Regions from separate parts of the Macaca mulatta genome. Here region 2 is linked to region 1. Evidence: chromatin contacts called from public Hi-C data. All regions are on one chromosome and are shown on one strand. The core of a region is the stretch at or near the end of the contact, and the rest is flanking DNA. Distances in the headings are between cores, read along the strand shown. Region 1 has its middle 25 kb from the start of NR2F1. Region 2 overlaps SLF1 (SMC5-SMC6 complex localization factor 1).

The links. Hi-C and Micro-C count contacts between places; a contact is called where the count stands out from the background.
Region 2: a contact with region 1 is called in a Hi-C map of fetal cortex germinal zone, with 2.7 times the contacts expected there. The contact joins two enhancer-like sites. A contact is called at or near these places in 2 of 14 Hi-C or Micro-C datasets (fetal cortex germinal zone and fetal cortical plate).

Annotation. Positions count from the first base shown.
Region 1 is chr6:99,980,450-99,987,020 of T2T-MMU8v2.0, forward strand. No RefSeq gene overlaps it. Among named protein-coding and RNA genes, the nearest start is that of NR2F1, 25 kb to the left of the region's middle. Within about 2 kb of position 3,477, at least 14 of the 40 cell types and tissues checked have an H3K27ac peak or open chromatin away from gene starts, as enhancers often do. A contact at or near this core is called in fetal cortex germinal zone and fetal cortical plate, where this site is marked.
Region 2 is chr6:101,056,131-101,062,701 of T2T-MMU8v2.0, forward strand. SLF1 (SMC5-SMC6 complex localization factor 1) reads left to right here. Exons shown (of 20, transcript XM_078004988.1): 16 at 933-1,096; 17 at 1,897-2,030; 18 at 3,984-4,076; 19 at 4,487-4,669. Among named protein-coding and RNA genes, the nearest start is that of SLF1, 70 kb to the left of the region's middle. Within about 2 kb of position 3,456, at least 8 of the 40 cell types and tissues checked have an H3K27ac peak or open chromatin away from gene starts, as enhancers often do. A contact at or near this core is called in fetal cortex germinal zone and fetal cortical plate, where this site is marked.

The DNA of each region.
Region 1 (6,571 bases), core at 2,227-4,726:
AAAAAAAAAAAAAAAAAAACAACAGAATAAGAAGAAGTAGCTCCTAATATGAATAGGAGATTTTTCAATGTTTCCCAGTTACTCCCCCTCCCCCCGTTTAAAGAGGGATATTTTTTCCTTTCCCTTTTTCCTATTTTTCTTTCTTTCCTTTCTGTCCTTACACTCCCTTCCTTCCTTTCTTTCCTTCCTTCTCTCCCTCCCTTCTCTCCCTCCCTTCCCTCCCTCCCTCCCTTCCTTCCTTCCTTCCTTCCTTCCTTCCTTCCTTCCTTCCTTCCTTCTTTCCTTCCTTCCTTCCTTCCTTCTTTCCTTCCTTCCTTCCTTCCTTCCTTCCTTCCTTCCTTCCTTCCTTCCTTCCTTCCTTCCTTCCTTCCTTCCTTTCTCTCATTAGATTGGAATTGCGTGCGCAATCGTGTTTTTATGTGTTTTCAGGAGAAAGAATGATCCATTAACTTTGAAAAATCTTCTTGGGTTGTTCAGAATTATTGAAACATGTTACGGTGTTTTCGAGGACTCACTGACCAGAGTGGAAAGGCAACAGACGAGTCACGCTTTCAGACAGGGGATTTTTAAGATGCTGTGTTTGTAGGGGCGAAAAAAAAGGGAATATCTTACGAAGTTCTCCCTCATTCCAATAACAAAACCTGTCACATCTTCACTTCTTACTAGAAAAGATAGTGTCCTCATTTCCTCATGTGAACAGCTCTGAAGTGATTACTGAATGTCTCTGTGAGAAATCAGGATGGGAGAGGAAAGCTCATCACATACAGAGATTATTTTTAAGCCTGCCTTCATGTAATTTAACCTTAGAAACACTTTTATTATCCTCATTCTCAACCCCAGTTTTTTTTTTTTTTTAATTGGAGGGCCATGCCTTATACAGGAGAAAACCTTCTTTTAAAAAAGATTTAAACCCACAGTACCAGTTGTTTGTTGTTGTTGTTATCATGATTATGATGGTTATTATGTCGTCCCCTCCTTTTTGCACTGGATCTGATGAGAGAACTTTTTTAAGAGTGTGAAATGAAGGACACAAAGACATATATCAATGAAAAGAAGAAAGTGGCCCTTTTAATGAGAACTAAAGAAAACCCAAATGTAGATGAAGTGTACCGTAAAAGCTGCTTCAAAGTCCATCTTAATTCCCTTGGGCTCAGTCATCACGAACGTGTGATAATTGGGAGTTCTGCACGGAGGTAAGGCTGCCATGGGGTGGGGAGTCTCGCAGATGTACCTCCCTGCCCTGTAATTCCAAATACATTTCAACCAATAACTTGGAGATATTACAGAACCCAGATTTGGCTACTCCACCTTCAAAGGCTACCTGCCCATTAAAGACATTTTGTTTTCTTCCAGAGAGACGGTGCTCACTAGGGGAGTCTCATTCTGTGTCCCACCCCACCTCACCCCCCAGCAGGCTGGTATAGGCTGGACCATATTCTAAGGTTTTGATCATTATTTTGTGATCAACTCTGTTTAATTTTCTATTTATTTTCGGACCTGAGCCTTTCTGGATCACAGAAGTCCCCACAAGTAACACAGCAATAAATCTGAACAAAAATAAGACAGATTTCCTCATCGATGTGTAATAAAGTTAAAGGACATTGTTTTGTCAGACAAGCGCTAAGTAGAAAATAAATCTCAGAGTCTGGGGAAACAAAACGGAGCGCTGCTGGCATGTGTGTAAATTTACTTTTAAAAGCAATAAATCAATGTTAAATTAAACAGCTGGGTACCCTGTCTAGGAGAAGGTTCCGTGTTTAAGAAGACCTTGATGGGAGAAATGTACTATTTAACAAGACACACACACACACACACACACACACACACACACACACACACACACAAAGTTAAATTTTTATTGACATCCGGAGGCAAGACTGCCCTGGGAACTTTTCCTCTGAACTTCGGAGAGGGAGAGGGAAATAAGAGAGAGCATGAATTGGGTCTACTGTCCATCCTCAGATCTTTACACATATTTTCAGGCATAAGGAGACAAGGAGGTTTAGTAGAAATGTTTTAGATGTGTTCTAAATTGTTGGTTAAACTATGAAGTCTCTCTTTATTGGCTTAGATTTGTTGGGTGGGTAGTGATTTTTCTGAGTTTTTTTTTCCTGTAAGTACTATGACCTGTGAGCGTGTTGAGCATATTCTTATCTCATGCTTCCTTTATTCTTAATGTGGTTGTTTTGCACAGCAAATAGCACAGTAGAAAAATCAAGAGGACTGTTATTTCATATCTATTGTGCTTATGTTCATTGAGGAGCAATGAACATAATCTCAGCAAACCTGAGATTGGAATAGCATTTGATATTCAACAGGAATATTTTAATATTTCATTTTCTAATTTGTTTTTGTTTTTGTCGTTATTTTACAAAGCTTCACTTCATTGGGAGAAAATTGTGTGTGGGGTGGTGGAGATGAGGAACAATAGAAAAGCCTAGCTCTGGCTCTGTATTCTAAGAACAATGTGAATCAATGAGCTATTATAGAGGCAATATTCAATAGCAGGAAATTAAGAGTAGTTTAAGACTAGCATGTATATACGCGGATTCTTTTCCAGCCTTAAACTGAAATTCCAGAAAGACTCTTTAGAAAGCACACATATTATTGAGATGAACTCTCCCAGTCTTATCAATTCAGACCGGCTGGTTTAAAAGAAAAATATGGGGTTCCTGACTCTACAGAAATCAGCAGATTATTCTTTACTTTCTTCACATTGAAATCCCAGAAGCTTTATTTGGTAGTTACATTGTTAGCCCAGTTCCAAAGGATATTCATATAATTAGGTAATATTATTCAAACTTTAAAATTATTCTTAAAAAGTGCTTTAACCCCACCCCCTTCAAGCTACACACTAACAGGGGTATTGGCAGCTTTCTAGCTACCTTTGACTTTTCTTCAGCCAAAGGAAATATCAAAGACCCAGTTGCCTGGAGAAGAATAAAGTTATAGCATTTATATTTAGGAGGCAGCATTCCATTTCCATGACCATCAGTGGCTTGTTAAGTAAATCTGTGTCTTATGCCACTCGGAGAGAGCTCAGATCGCCTGTCAGGAGGCATCTGGGCAGCCTTGTAAACTCAGAATGACTTCTCAAATCGTGCTATGTTTTCCCAGCGATGCGCTTTCCTCTGCGCTGAAGCCCTGGGAATCATTTCAGCCCAAGGTGAGCCTTTCAGGCACTGCTCTTTGTCCCCATTTGGATAAGAAGGTGCAAAACTAGTTAGACACTGGGCTGGCTTTGGGGAGGTGGTAGGAGGGTATGGAGAGGCGGCCTGTTCTAATTAAAGACAATAAGCAATCCTGCGAGGAGCTGTCCTTTAGCCTTGGCTGGAGGCAGAATGGTTTGTCTCACCTCAGTCGTTAAATTCGGTGAGGCGAAGAGCAGAAACTTGCAGGTAGCTCTGGGCTCAGGTGAGACTGGGCAGACGGTTAAATCACAGCAAGTGATCTCGAAGTCCCCCTTTACCTCGCCATCCTCTCTCCCTCTGTGCTCGACTCGGGCGTACTTTGATTCTAACTTTGCTTGCTAGATGGCGCTCGGTGTCTCAGGACTTTCTGTTTCAGAATTAAAGCGGCTTTTTAGCACCGTTGTTCTGAACTATTTGTGGGCATTTGATTAGTACAGTGCTGGTAATGTTATTATTGCCCTTGTTTTCTTCACACTTGTTCTCTTTTTGATTAAGGTATCGTCCAGGTGGGAGCTGCCAGTCTTAATCCATATAATAATTGAAATTCAGGGAAACTCTGCATCTAAATTTAGGGCACATTTGTGGTTTAATTACCTGTTCTGGTGCACTTAAAAAGGCACCTTAGTAACTTTCCTCCAAGAGTCTGATTGAGGTTTCAAGAGGACAACTCAGCAGGTCCAGATGGTGATTTACAATCTTTGAAGTTTCCCACTAGAGTCCACCACCCTCTCCCACCACTACTCCCCATTCTCACTCAAAGATGAATCAGGCTGATTTGGAGAACTTATTACTTTCATTTGTCATTATGAGATAGCATTAATTGATTGAAAAAGTATTATGATTATAGCCCAAGTACTAAAAATTTATGTCTACAAAGAGATACATTTTAATCTTAGTAATGAAAGTCACTACCTAGCTTGTTTCACAAGAAGGATGACTTGTGGATTCTAATGTATATTTATTTCAATCACTAAATGATTCTTCTCAGATATTCAAAACACTTTTGGGGAGATTCCTTTGTGTTGAAGCATGAAGAGAGAAAATCAGTAGTTCTAAGTTTCTGGTGGAAAAAATTAAGATAAGCCAAAAAGACCTGAATATTGTTTTGTCGAATGAAGATGTCATTTTCACAGCACCCACTGTTCTCATACCATTGTCTGTTTTTTAAAGAAAGGATTGCAGGTGAGGAAAGGCAACGGTTGCAAATTAAAGAAAAATATCTCTTTATAACTTTAAACACTTGGACATGGGAGAGTTTAACTTGTTACTTGCTTTTAGGATTTGGAAACTAATTGTAAGAAATGTTCTACCTTTGGGGGAAATTAACAACATACAGAGCTGGGTGGTTTGGAAACCTTTTGTCAAACCTTGGCTGCTTTGGTGAAGAACCCCGCAAAGTCTCTCTCTAGGTGTTAGGCTGAAACTAGCAGGCGCTGAAAACCTAAAGCAGAAAATTTACAACTTGATCAGCCCCAGCCACACACCAAAAAACCTGCTACTGGTGCAAACATATGTTCCAGATTAAGTTAAGCAAATGGCTCTCATTTTTTCAGGTTGAAAGTTGATCATGGAAATTCAAATTTGAGTGCATTGTGCTTCTAATAGATCACTAGATCGTCAAACGCTTACAAATCCTCCCCAACCATTTATTCAATAAATTTCATGTATTTTATTACCTTCTTGAGATCCTAGCTTAGAATCTCATGCAAATTGACTCTAGTCGGGTATTATTTTCCAGGAACACATGTAGTTTTAAAAGTTGGCTAGGTTGAAAACTGGCTGTATTCTTCCTTCTAATGTTACACTGCTAAATAGCTGAAGTGTAACTCAGTTGTTTTAATGCTTTCTCTGTTTCCTCGTATACCTACTAACTTTTAAAAACAGAAATTAAACTGCAGGATTTATTTTAAAGTTTCATTTGCTGGAGAAGTGAGTGATTTTTTTCACAGCATGAGGCAAAATAAAGGAGTGTTACCAAAGCCTTTAATTATGTCAGGAAAGACTGAAATCATGGTATTTCTTTTAATGGGGGTAACTATCTTTTGCAACCTCTCTGTGGTCATCCAGCCACCTCCCAATTAAATTATTTGAAGACCAGCGTGGCTACTAAAATGCCTGGTAAAGAAGTTTAGAATTAACTCCCCACTTTCCAAGGTAACTCTCTTGCAAGTTGCAGAGGATGGAGCCAGGCATCAGACACCTGGGGTCCCTTCTTTCTTAATCGCGGGAGTTTGAAGTCATCCCCCTTTACCTCTTCGCATTCGAATGATCATCCTGCAGATTTTAACCGATATTGTCATGTTGAAGTTTGGTAGTTATTGTTTACATCTCTCCCTTCCCCAAGGGGTCTTGGGAAACGTTTAAGAGATTATTGATTTCCAAGAAACCAAATAAAGAAGCTGTTCTTTTATAACATATGAAATACACACTTTTCTTTAACTAAATAGGCAGTGTATATTTGACATTGACAAATGGGCAAGAGATAAGGAAACTTATTTTAAAAGACTTTGAAGGGGAAAAAATGGATTCAACAGCAGCAATCCTATGGAATAGTAGGGTTGGAATTAAAACAAACGCTTGGATAATAAGGAAAAAAATAGTCATCTATGCTGTAAAATGGTTTAAAGTTTCACTGAACACACACAGATGGCGAGCAAACATCACTGAAGATGCTCCTCTCAGGGGGACCTGATCAGTATCCTCAATGTTCTGATTTATTATAAAGAAAATGAGTTTCCCATGCTTCTTTTCTTCACATTTTTCTCTGGCAAAAGTGGTTCTGAAATTTCTACTCAGGTCTGGGAGTTTCTGACGTACTTACAATAATCCAGAAAAGTCATTCTGAAACTGGATTAGGAGTATACTTTTTTTAAAAAAAGTAAGACTTTCTTGATTAATGAAATGCAGATCTTAACTACTCCTTTCCTCCAAGTCATAAAGGAAATCCCTCGTGAAAGAAAGCGATTCCCAAAACCCAGACTGAGAGAGTAAACCTTAGGCACTCAGGAGTTCAATAAGGGCTGTCCATTCCACCCCAAATCTCCACAACTCCCGTAGCCCTGACAGAGGAAAACCTCATGTCCTTCTCTGCACCTGATTCCCTTTGCTTGCTCCCGAACTCCGGAAGGCTAGAACGAATTTAGCCAAAGATGGAAGGAAACTCAGCTCATGGAAGCTCCCCAAAAGGGTTCTGGCCAAAGATATGTAAACATTATGTAGATATTTCAGTTGCAGGTTTAGATAGTGGGAGATGGATCCTAGTCTAGAATATTCGAGTCTTCAAGTCACTATTATTCAACAGGTCTTTGCTACGCTGCACACTTCAGATGCCAAACTGCGTTAGCTAACGTGAGTTTTTCCCCGTTTTCCTGGGAGGGTCG
Region 2 (6,571 bases), core at 2,206-4,705, 1.1 Mb after region 1:
TAAAAAAAGTTAAATTGGCTGGGCATGGTGGCACATGCCTGTGGTCCCAGCTACTTGGGAGGCTGAGGTGGGAGGATCCTTAATCCCAGGAGGTCGAGGCAGCAGTGACCTGTAATAACCACTGTATTCTAGCCTAGGTGACATACTAAGACCCTGTCTCAACAACAACAACAAAAAAAAAAAGAAAAAGAGATTTTAATTTCTTTTGAGCAGAGCCAAGGGTTAATCATAGAAAAGTAAAAAAATCCTTGTTCTCTAATAAAATTCGTATGTGAGGTTATTATTTTGGAAAAAACTAGATCCAACAAAATTCTAAATGGTATTTAAAAAGCAAAATATTATGCATATAAGCTACAATTGATTTAAAGTTTTCCAGTTTTATTTTGGCTGTCTTTAGATATTAATATCCGGTAGCTCTAGCAATTTTTTAATTAAATGAGAAATACGTATATTGGTCAGATTAGGCAAATTCTGTTTTGCAGCAATCCTTGCCTTTAAGGATGTTTTTATTCCTTATTTTGTTTTCTATTGAAGAAAGACTTGTTTTCTGTTAAAAAAAAAAAAAGGCATTATCAAAATGGAAATTAAGAAATACCAGTTGTATGTAAATCATACATATGAAATATGCAAATGAATCATACACATTGGGCATAAGACTAATCAAAAGAGCTTTCTTAAATGAGGATCAAAATTGAATTAGAAAAAAATAATTATTTTTAAGAAGGTATTTTTCTGTTTGTTCACATGGTATATTGACTATGACACAAAGCTAGCTTTCTTAATATTTTATTATGTTCAACCAAGATAGAGTGGCAACCATAGTGATGCAACCAGGAAAATATAACCAAATGTAATAATGAAATGAATCAAATAATTTCTCTTTACTGCGGTTTTTGTAGTTGAGAAAATAATGCGATATTATTTTTCAACAGGTATATTCCTATTTACCAGCCTTGGGGAAAACTGGTGTGCTTGGGTCGGGAAAGATTCAGATATCAAAGAAAATAGGACAGCGGCCTTGTTTTGACTCTCAGAGAGCCTTACTAATGTTGAATGGTACTAAACAAAAACAAGTCGAAGGGCTGCCGGAGTTACCGTAAGTGATGCTGATATCCCAGCTGTGCTTTATTTTGGAGTACAGCTCTTTTTCTGATGCATTTCTTGAACTTTATGGTTATCTGTGATACTGTCTGAATTATATTGATTAGACCAAAACTCAATTTTTAGATGTATTTGATCAACATTTTCTGTTTCTGTAATTCAAGGTACATGCTTTCTTTCTGCTTCCCAAAAGAAATAAAACTGGTCATCCAATTATTGATGCATTGTTGATGAAATACAGTTTTACACAATTTTTGTTCTATGATTTGAATTACTACTTTGCCATAATATAGATGGAATTTCAGAATGCATGGTCATATGAGATATCCTATATCGTAATAGTAGTTTTCCCAAAATGAGAAACCACCTCTAAAAGTATAGGGTGTATAAAAGTGTATGTCGTATAAAACTCAGTAAAGTTCTGTGAGAGGAAGAAGAGAATAGAATCAGAATATGAAACTGAGAATGGGGAGCAGAGACCTGCTTGATCTTAGCTTTCTGCTTTATTCTCTCTGTCAATATATGGTTTAACTGGTCTTTTGCTCTTTATTTGACATTTTGTATTTATAAATTTAGTGAGCAGTTGGGGGAGTAAGACTAATAAAAGAAAATTAGTGCACTGAAATTTGTTTCTACACAGTTGAAATAAATTTTAAAATTAGAAAGCAGTAAAGATTGAATGAGCAAGGGGGTTTAAATTAAAAGGAGGCTAGACTTTTAAAAAATACCATCTAATGTATGCTGGCACGCCTTGCTGAAAAACAAGCTTTCCTTATTTCTTAATTTTCCTTTCAGAGACCTGAACCTTGCTAAATGTTCCTCAACATTAAAAAAATTGAAAAAGAAGTCAGAAGGAGAATTGTCCTGTTCCAAGGAGAATTGCCCCTCTGTAGTTAAAAAGATGAATTTTCACAAGACTAATCTAAAAGGTATTCCAAGTATCTAAATTAATTTATGCTAAGAACTTTTCGTTGTTATAGTCAGTACTTGCAGGTTTCACACATTTGCCCTGATGAATACTTGAACTTAAATATTGGACTAGGTCCAGGAAGTACCTTCTTGGATAACGTATTATTTTCTTGAACTGTCATTTATGCAAAGAAAGTGATTGTTTAATACCCAGTATAATAGAGTATTCCTTCCTTTTTTTCCTCTCCTTGCCGTTACAGATATGAAACACAGTGTAGCATTCATTGAGCTCATTCCAGACTTGCCCGCCTTACTTTTCTATTCCATCTCAACCTGTGCTGCTTAGGATCAGTGTCTTCTGATTTGAAAGTATAATTCAGTCTTCATCTCTTTCAGTCCTAGACATTTTGTGAACAAAGAATGAAGAGTAGGCTATGTTACATAGCTGTGTTAAGCATATGGGCTCTTTTCTTCCAGGCATTGAGCCCAGACTATGAAATGTGTTTGGCTTTTGGTTCTAACTATACTGGAACCTAAGTACCTAAAGGATGAAATAACAAGAATAGCGTAATAATTCACTTTGGCACCTCTTTTACTTAGACACCTCTTAACTTGCAAATGAATCTTCCGGAAGTCTTTACCTGGCCAAAGTAAATTGCTGAGTCTTTTTTGTTGTTGTTGTTATTTATGAGTTATATCTTGTTTTTAATACAAATATTAACATTATGACACCCATGGAAATAGTGACAGTGAAGTGCTTATATTTTAACGTGATATAAGTTCATAATTGCATATTATAGATTCAGAATAACTGTTCATTTGGCTTGGAATATGAAAATTGTATTAAATGAGAACTCAGATATTAATTTCACAAATCAGCGTTCCTTTTTCTTTGTTTTATTGTTTCAAAAAGTAAAATGAATATGAATGATTTTAGGCAGAACAGCAGAAGGAACTGGGAGAGAGGAAGAGAATTGAGATATAGTAGAGAAAAACTTCAAAAGCTTTTTATGCATGTAAAAAATGTTTTTGTAGAAGTTACAGAGATAATCTGTAAAACTGAACACTGTAAAAATGTGCTTAGTATTTTATAGCAATAACAAATTTGATTCAGTATTTCATTTTGTTTCCTAAGCAGTCATTTATAGTAAATTTTTTTAAAATTCCCCTTAAATAATCACTTATATCTTATTAACCTTGGTTATAACAGTGATGGATATAGACAATTTTAGCCAGAAGGCATTAATTGCATCTCTCCTAGAAAAAAACCTTGTCTTTCTATTTGTTACTCTTGTTCAGCTTTAAATGGTACTAGGGATTTTTTTTTTACGTCCGTGTGTGTGTGTGTGTGTGTGTGTGTGTGTGTGTGTGTGGTGTGTTTATATTAAGATTCCTCCATTTCTCCCTCTCTGTGCTGTTGTAGCCAAGCCAGACAGCCTATTGAGAAGCAGCAAACCATCTGTTAATGGATTTGAAGTTCTGAATTATACTTGAGTGTGTAGAGGCACTCATGCTTAGCCAGAAACATTCATTTGAATTAAGCTATAAATGCTGTATAAAAAAGAGCCATACATTTAACGTAGGTTCATGAATAAATTTAAGAGAGGGCAATTGCACTCTAAACTTTTATTGCTGCAAAACCCAGTATTTTCGGTGTTCTCTGATCATTTGGGGGTTTTATAGCAGGATTGAAGCTTTAAACCTTGAACTAGGGGAGACAATGCCTGTGTTAAACCTTTTGCGGTAGAATTTCATTGCTGAATCGCTGATAGAACAGAAGCAATATGGATTGGTGGGGGTCCTTCCCTTCCCCCCCCCTTTTTTAATGCAGGAGATGTTTAAACCAGTCAAAAGGAAAACTCAATAAATAATTTTCTGGCATGGGGCCAGATCTCCTAGTTCATGCCCTTTGATTATTTTCTTTAGTTGATATCTTGTCTTCTCTGGAATAATCTATTAATTTTTTATGGCAGGAGAAACAGCCCTGCATAGAGCTTGCATAAATAACCAAGTGGAGAAATTGATTCTTCTTCTCTCTTTGCCAGGAATAGACATCAATGTTAAAGGTAAGTTTTAAATCTTTGTGGTCTAGTCCAATGTCTTAATATTTGTGATATTAAACAGTTTTATATCACATTAAGAAAAATTATTTAAGTAAGTTTACCTAAGGTATCTTAAAAGTATAAGAAAAATTTCTTAGCAAAGCCAAGAAATTTATCATATATTGATTTATAACTAATAGTATAAAAACATTTTTGTGTTCATATTTTGATAATACCCAATATTAATATTTTAAAATTGTTTTTAAATTTTTAAGGTAGAAATATGATTACACCCTAGACATTTTTATCACAGCATTCTTTTTGTATATGAAGCACCTAGAAAGTCACACTGATGAGAAAAGTAGAACATCAGTACTTTCCTACCAAAAGTCCTACTTCTGCCGTTTTAAAACTTGCCTTGATTTCTAATTTAGACAATGCTGGCTGGACGCCTTTGCATGAAGCCTGTAACTATGGCAACACAGTGTGTGTCCAGGAAATTTTGCAACGTTGTCCAGAGGTAGATCTGCTCACTCAAGTGGACGGGGTGACTCCTTTGCATGATGCACTGTCAAACGGACATGTAGAAATTGGCAAGCTGCTACTACAGCATGGGGGTGAGTGTGTTTATGCTAAATGGGTTTTGATAAATTATCCAGTTTTTTGATGAATCCTGCAGAGGTAGATAACATTTTATGTTTAAAATCTGCAAGGAAAGATGCCTTTATTTCATATTAATGAAAAAGTAAGGATAAAAAGTCTCCTAAAATGTAAGCACCCTTTATTAGTAGAGATAAAAGCGTTTTCATAATATATATTTGTTTATGTATGTATTATTAAGCTTATTTAGGTTCGTGTATGAGAGTTTATTTTTGAATTGAGTTTGCTGGTTTTAAATATTTATCCTTTTCCTTCAGGTGTGTAATGTCTTTGTGAGCCAGTCATTTCTGAAAGCTTATTGATAAAGGGATACAAATGTTCAATTGTGATTGCCTGGATTTTTTCATTCTTTTTTCATTTCCTGTATATAACTACAAACTCAATCTTATTTTTAATGAGTCATTTCTGTACAGACTGTAAAGAATGATATCCTAGAATATTTTTCATCATTCGCATTTTGCAGCCAATTAAGTTAAAGCAGGAGGATTTTCAAATGGTGATAACTGTTATGCAGGGGTTTTGTGAAGGAGGGTAGCTTGAACTGAATATTCATCTGTGTTTTTCCTGCTGATTTTTGATCTTTGCTTTCAGCAAGGCCCCACGTTATTTCAGTGTCATTCTTTTTATATCTAAACTGAATAATGTAAATTTTACAACAAAATGTTCAAAACGGATTGGTGTTTTTAAAGAAAAAAGAAAACTGATGACCAGCTTAGAATATGGAAACAAAGATTTGTAGAAATTACTTGTCGCTTTTATTTGTATTAATTTTACATTTAAATTTAACATTATCTTATCCTGTAATTAAAATATTTGATTGTGCATAAAGACAAAAAACATATTTTCTTAAGATGTGTTTTTAGTATATATGCATCTAAGGAAGGCTGTATAGCATGGTAGTTTAAGACATTTGGTTATATATAGTCTTCTCCTGCCCCCTAAAGGCCTTAGCGTGTCTCTTTTACTGATATCATTTCATAGTCAATATATTTTTCAGTTCTTCTACCTTGTTTTTTTTAGTATTCTGTGTTTACTAAACCATAAGTTCACCTCCTCAGTGTTTTATTTTTCTACTCAACCATGTGTCTGGCATTCAGGCCAATATTTGTCAGGAGCCATTATTGTGTTAGGGCCAGCTCTTCAGTAGAGTATGGCATTATACCAACCAACGTGAATTTTTCTAGGGCCCTTAGTGGAGAATAGTAAAGAGATCAGTTTCTTATCCTAGAAGAGGAAATCTAATTGTATTTGTTTTTATCAAGGTCCTTTGGCAATCGTACAGACTTGTTTCTGCCGTAGTCATATTCTGGGTTTGGACCTGTCAAGTGGTTTGACACTTATATTGAAGTAACTGCATTATCTATTCATTGTGAGTCACTCAGCCTCGAGAGCAATAATTTCAAGAATTTATTTATGTCTCTAAAACCTTTGTTTACTTTTGGTGTCCTGTGTCCGTAATTTTGTCTCTTCTTTTTTTTTTTTTTTTTTTTTTAAACAGAAGTAACTTGGAACAGTTTTTTTGAGATGTTGGCACAGTGAAAAGGAGCCTAATTTTGTTTTAGAATTATCTTCTTTCCATAAATTATACATTAATCATATTATCAATGGTTGATCTTTTATATTAAGTACATTTTATATCTATGCTATTATATATGTCTGATCAGAATCATCATTAAGAATTTTAGCAGTTATGATCAGTTCTCTCTTTCTGACAATATGATCTATGTTATAATGGTAGGATCTTGTGATTATGGCTGCTAGTACTAAAACCTTTATATCCCCTGTAACATTTTTATGGCCAAGTGCATAAATAATTATAAGACTTGACTGATGAAGGCACAAAGTACTCCTATACTTTG